2 separate regions of the Mus musculus genome follow, and region 2 is linked to region 1. The links are chromatin contacts, called in public HiChIP or PLAC-seq maps. All regions are on one chromosome and are shown on one strand. The core of a region is the stretch at or near the end of the contact, and the rest is flanking DNA. Distances in the headings are between cores, read along the strand shown. Region 1 overlaps Ank2 (ankyrin 2, brain). Region 2 has its middle 15 kb from the start of Gm51018.

Region 1 (2,978 bases), core at 192-2,691:
AACACGGAAGGACTACAACAAAGTTGTCTGCTGACCTCTGCACGCGCACCATAATAAATAAACATTTTTGAAAATTAATTAACTAATATCATTTTGTGTTCTGCGGATGCTCACTCAGGCATCATCGCCATGTGCTGTTCCCTACCTACCAGGCTTTCCTACCAGGCAGGCCTGGGCCTCACTCCAGCACTCTGATAAACAGTGGTGATCCTGAGTAAGCCAGTTCTCATCTCTAATGCTCAACTTTTCCATTCACAAAGTAGGTTAGTCCCTTAAAGCACAGGTTTTGGAGTTAAGAGTGTGCAAGTCAAAGCCACTAGTCCTTTTTTAACTATAAGACCCTTCTTAAATGCTTTATCGTCTTTCCAGCCTGGTTCTGTTTTCCTTCATGTGAAATAGAGGCAATAATTTTATATCCTGCATAGGACTGAAGTAGGAAACTTTCAAACTCTACCCTGTGGAGTGCACAGCACCATTGATTTATTAGGTGTTTAATGGATTTAGCTTGTTTTGTTTTGTGTTGTTTTGCTTTGCTTTGCTTTGCTTTGTTTTGTTTGGCTGGAGGGGGCAGAGTCTCACTCTGTAGCCCAGGCTGGCTTGGAATTCCTTATGTACATCTGGCCTCAAGTCCACGGCAATCTTCCTGCCTTGGTCTTCCGAAAGCTAGGATTACAGGCCTTGCAATGTCTGGCTCATCTTTACTATTTATTTGATGGGGTACAGGACATGATCAAGACTTGGCACCTTGGGCTGGAGAGATGGCTCAGAGGTTAAGAGCACTGACTGCTCTTGCGAAGGTCCTGAGCTCAAATCCCAGCAACCACATGGTGGCTCACAACCATCTGTAATGAGAGTAATGAGATCGGATGCCCCCTTCTGGTGTATCTGGAAACAGCCACAGTGTACTTATATATAACAAATAAATAAAAATCTTTAAAAAAAAAAAAAAAAAAAGACTTGGCACCTTGAGTGTTTTGAACTGAAGCACACTAAAAACTACAGCAGGGGGGTGGGGGGAAAGTGTCTCTCACTCAGTAAAATCCTCATGAGAAATGTGGCTGCCTATTTTCCAAGGGAGTCATGGCTCACACAAAGAGGAAAAGAATCTAAACAGACAGGTCTTACTGCATTACCTCCACTTAGGGCCATGGGGCCAGATCCCTACCTCGGCCAACCATCCCCCTCTCCCTCTGTCACTCTTCCTCACTATGAGCGATACAGAAAATAAAAGGGCTTCCCTGGTCTTTGAGCCTTCGTTCTGGAAATCTCTGGCATGTCAGTAAACTGTGGTTGGATACATTGGCTCTTTTACAATACACTGGATAAGAGCAAGAGACTGTTTTTTCTCCCCTTTACTTTCAAGATTACAAACTCCAAGAACCCTCCTCCTCCTTCCTGTTTCACAGTCTCTGTCTCTTGGCGCCACTGATGTTATCATTGCGTCTATTTCATCCCTCCGGTTATCTCTCTTTTATACCAGGTCCCTGTTTGGCCAGTTAGGGGGCCGGCACCTTTAGGGCAGGGGTTGTAAACTCGGTACACTGTGGCAGGGTCACAGGTCCTGAGGCTAAGGAGCTGAAGTGGATTGGTCCTACTGGGTGAGTGTAGGGGAGTTTCTCCAAAGGAAAGCAGGCTCAGGGTGTAGTGTTTTTCTTGACTGAAGCTAGTTTTATATGAAACTAACGTTATGCAGCTCCCTCCAAATAAAGAATTCCCCCAAACAAGAAAAACGGACCTGGATCTGCCTACCAACTGTGTGTCATCTGCTTCTGCTCTCTCGACTGGCATGAAGTTTTACATTGGCGGGAGACATTTTGAACCAGGAAAGGTTTTAGCAATCAACGAATAAATGGGCCACAGAGAGGCTGTGGCCATGAGGCGAGGAAACTGTTCTAAGTGGGGTGTAATTACCCTTCCAGGCAGAGGAGGGTCACCCGTCTAAGGGAACAGAGAACCGGTGACCATTTAAAACGCACTCCTAACTACACCCAGGCGATAACGAAGGACAGGACAGAGGGCAGAAATAGAACGAGGAAGGCAGCAGGCAATAAAACCCGGAGTTCAAGTGCTGTACCACATAGCTTGGATCCTGTCCCTGCTACCTGGAGCTAAGCCGGCCGCTCCCTCCATGGGACTGTGGCAATGGGAAGTGCAAAGGTTTGAATATGGAAGACAGGGTGGTGAGTTTAGCTTACTGGTAGAGTGCTTGCAAAGCAACTCTGAGGTGTTGAGTTCAATTCCCGGCACTGCAATAAGTACATAAATAAGTCAATAATTAGCTAGCATCGTGAATGGACCTTGGTGGCTCACACCTTTAGTCCCTGCGCTCGGGAGACAGAGGCAGATGTGTTCAAGGCCAGCCTGATCTACAGAGCAAGTTCTAGGACAGCTAGGGCTACACAAAGAAACCCCCATCTCGTCTCAAGAACAACAAAACCACAAATAACAACAAAAACAAAACAACCCCCCAAACAACAACAAAACCCCCAGAAATATGGAAGGCAACCAAATAAGCAGAGAGGAAGGCATATTCTAATGTCCGGCCATGAATGAAGAAAGGCTGACCCTGGTTATAAATCACTCTACCTCTGAGTTAGCCACCAGACCAAGCCCTTTGTCATGAGAATGCAAAAACGTGGTTGCCTGGTCCTGAATCAGACGGGAGTTAAGGGATGAGCTGTATATGCAAACTGGAAAGCTTAGACTAGAAAGGGCTTACAGGGCTGCCAGATTGGTGACTCTAGGACTCTTTGTGGCTAACCTCACTAAAGCTCAAGGAAGGAAGATAGCAGCACAGTATGGCCAGGAAATGTTAGTGAAAAGTTTGTGGGGCCAGGATTAAGTTAGGTACCAAAGGATGGGAAGGATTAAGTGGCGGTGGGGGAGGGGGGGGTAAAAGGAACGGACTCCCAAGGGACAGGAATGCACCCAGAGATATGCTAAGGGTGGAGGGGGCTCACACCAGATGGCAGCGATCT
Region 2 (2,978 bases), core at 357-2,856, 72 kb after region 1:
CACAGAGAAGCTGGGTTCTGTTCCCACCACACACAATGAAGCTTACAAAACTCCTGTAATCCTGGGCATCCAGCACTATTCTAGCCTCTGTTGTGGGCACTCAAATGTTGTGAGCACACGATGAACATGGTCACACACACATACACATAAAATAAAAGTAAAGATCTTATTTTGTATTTATTTGTTTGTTTTGAGATAGGGTCTTTATATACATAGGGATGGCTGGCCTGGAACTAGATATGTAAATCAGGCTGGCCCCAAATCACAGAAGTCCACTTGGCTCTGCCTCCCAAGTACTGGGAATAAAGGCGTGCATCACCAAGCCTGGCTAACTTTATTTTCTTTTTTTTTTTAATGAAACAGATGTAATTGTTTGTACGATCATGTCTTCCTTCTGCTGTGTTTTCTACTTAGTGTGCTGCCATAGCTCTGTCCTATTTACCTCAACATCACAGTGGGAAATGATTCTAATGTAAATTATTTATGCTAGAAAGTAACTCTTGCCATAGAATTAGCTTAGCCTTTCTTGAAAAAAATTCTTCTGTTGATGGGAAGTAATATCCTGTTCAGTTTGTACTGAGATGTAAACTGTTCCACTCAGGATCGGTCCAACCGGAGAAGCCTGGGTTTCTTAGAGCTTTTCTCATGTTCCCTGAGCTACAAAGAGGACAACTGCATCTACAATCACGTGGCATTCTTGTTCTCAAAAATTATGTGTGAGTGTGTATGTGTGATTATGTGTCTATGTTTATGTTTAGTATGTTATATATATTCTCATAAGTTATATATATATATACATATATATATACTCAAAGATAAACACATACACACACATATGAACATCTCTACACACATACACGCACACACTGACATACACACATATGTACATCATCTCCACATACATACATACATACACACACACACACTCTCACACACACATATACACACACATATACATCATCTCCACACACATACACACACACATATGTATCTCCACATACCTACATACATACACACACACACTCATACACACATATATACATCGCCACACACACACATACACACACACACACACATACACACACACACACACACACACACACACACACACACACACACATACACACACACACTCACACACACACACACACACCCCTCCGGGTCCACAGAGACCAGAAGTGGGTATCATACCTCACAGACGCAGGGTTATGGGTGGCTGTGGGCCGCCTGATATAAGTACTGGGAGTCCACCTGCAGGACTTGCTAAACTCTTTCTTGCTCCTAAGCTGCCTGATCTTTAACTACAGCATGATGAAGCTAAAGTTGGATGTAGTTAAAGTTTAGAGCTATTGCTCTAAAAATCTTGATACAAACCAAGGAGGAAACAAGGTGCTATACTGTGAAGTATCCACTCTGTATTCTTCTTTTTCTTTTCTTTTTCATTTTTAACATTTCATATCTCGAGAAACAAAGAAAAAAATTGACAATTGTAAGAAGCCGTTATAATGACCCTTAGTTAATTGCAGAGCCACATAGCTCAGGAATCCGAGAGTGAATTGACTACAAGAACAAAGCTGATGCATAACAAATCCCTGCAGGGATCCTGCCAGGGCTTGATAGCCCCGGGAGTGATTGAGTACAAAGTGAAACCTGCCAGGGACCAGGAGTTGGAGACAGGAAAGTCTTAAAACCCAGAGTCCATGTGTTTAGTACAGCATGCTTGTTGATCTGGGGACAAAGTGCTAATAAGCACTGAGAGATAAGGACTGAGAGTGAGTAACTGAAATGGAGAGAGAGAAGTGTAAAGATTTCATTGTAGATAAAGCCAGAGAAGGTCATTTAGTTTCTTCCCTAGCGACATTTATGTGTCTTTGTTCTCATCAATGCCAGGCTTTTGTGGGCAAAGGGAACCAAACACTACGACAGAGTCACAACACATACACACTGACTTTAACTAACAAACTTCGTGGTGCTCACAAAGACAGAGCAGAAGGAAGGAACGTGGAGACACAGGAGGGATGAGGGAAAGGGTGACAGTTTAGTTGGCATCAGAAATAGTCTACTTACCAAAAAAAAAAAAAAAAAAAAAGCCGGGCAGTGGTGGTGCACGCCTTTAATCCCAACACTGGGCAGAGGCAGGTGGGTTTCTGAGTTCAAGGCCAGTCTGGTCTCCAAAGTGAGTTCCAGGACAGCCAGGGCTACACAGAGAATCCCTGTCTTGAAAAAAGAAAAAAAAAAAAAAAAAAAAAAAACAGAGAAAGAGAGAGAGAGAAGAAAGAAAGAGAGAAAGAGGCTACTTGATGGAGAGGTGAAAACACGCCTTTTTCAGTCTGGCATCTTCTCTGGGTGTGAACGTCAATGCCCTCTAGAGTGAAGCTGTGGATTTGAATATATGCATTTTTCACTACTTGACCTTTTATCCATTGGTGTCCAGCTTTAGGAACAGAAAACTGTTTCTAATGATGGTGGGAAACTGGCTCTGCTGGGCTTAAAGACTTAATCTTCTCAACTGGTACAGTGGTCTCATGCCTATGTGGTGGAAAGCTGAAGCAGGAAATTTTCATGTTCAGAGTCAGCCTGGCTAGCAAGATTCTGCGTCAGAGAGAAAAGAGAGAGAGAGACAGAGAGACAGAGACAGAGACAGAGAGAGAGACAGATTGAGTCTATTTGGCCTACTTTTAATTTGCCACTTAAAAAAACACAAAAGGAAGTTTAAAGGATGAAAGATATTTAATATCATGAACTTATACATATTAAAATTTTCTAAAGTAATGGCTGAAAGAAGCTCAGTTAGTTGAATACTTGCTTAGCATGAATAAAGGCCCGGGTTTGATCCCAAATACCATTTAAAACCTGGTGTGATGTGCACACCTACAACCCCAGTACTCCAGAGGTGGAGGCAGGCAGAGCAGAAGTTCAAGGCTATCCTTGGCTTCCTAACAAGTTTCAGGACAGCCTGGGATACATGAGATTCTCCA

Evidence for each region. HiChIP or PLAC-seq counts read pairs in DNA pulled down with a chosen protein or histone mark.
Region 2: a contact with region 1 is called in an H3K27ac HiChIP or PLAC-seq map of epiblast stem cells. The contact joins two enhancer-like sites. A contact is called at or near these places in 21 of 39 promoter capture datasets (the 3T3-L1 cell line, 3T3-L1-derived adipocytes, the C10 cell line and 14 more), 7 of 15 datasets of contacts at CTCF or cohesin (CD8 T cells, the G1E-ER4 cell line, the NIH/3T3 cell line and 3 more), 133 of 484 Hi-C or Micro-C datasets (8-cell embryo, the AML12 cell line, the AtT-20 cell line and 68 more), 23 of 115 datasets of contacts at active chromatin or transcription factors (astrocytes, cardiomyocytes, differentiating embryonic stem cells and 8 more) and 1 of 9 other capture datasets (embryonic stem cells).

What each region holds. Positions count from the first base shown.
Region 1 is chr3:127,457,095-127,460,072 of GRCm38.p6, forward strand. All of the region lies in intron 1 of Ank2 (ankyrin 2, brain), which reads right to left. Among named protein-coding and RNA genes, the nearest start is that of Gm35535, 12 kb to the right of the region's middle. Within about 2 kb of position 1,442, at least 45 of the 459 cell types and tissues checked have an H3K27ac peak or open chromatin away from gene starts, as enhancers often do. A contact at or near this core is called in differentiating embryonic stem cells, epiblast stem cells, extraembryonic ectoderm and 4 more, where this site is marked.
Region 2 is chr3:127,528,820-127,531,797 of GRCm38.p6, forward strand. No RefSeq gene overlaps it. Among named protein-coding and RNA genes, the nearest start is that of Gm51018, 15 kb to the right of the region's middle. Within about 2 kb of position 1,607, at least 24 of the 459 cell types and tissues checked have an H3K27ac peak or open chromatin away from gene starts, as enhancers often do. A contact at or near this core is called in differentiating embryonic stem cells, epiblast stem cells, extraembryonic ectoderm and 4 more, where this site is marked.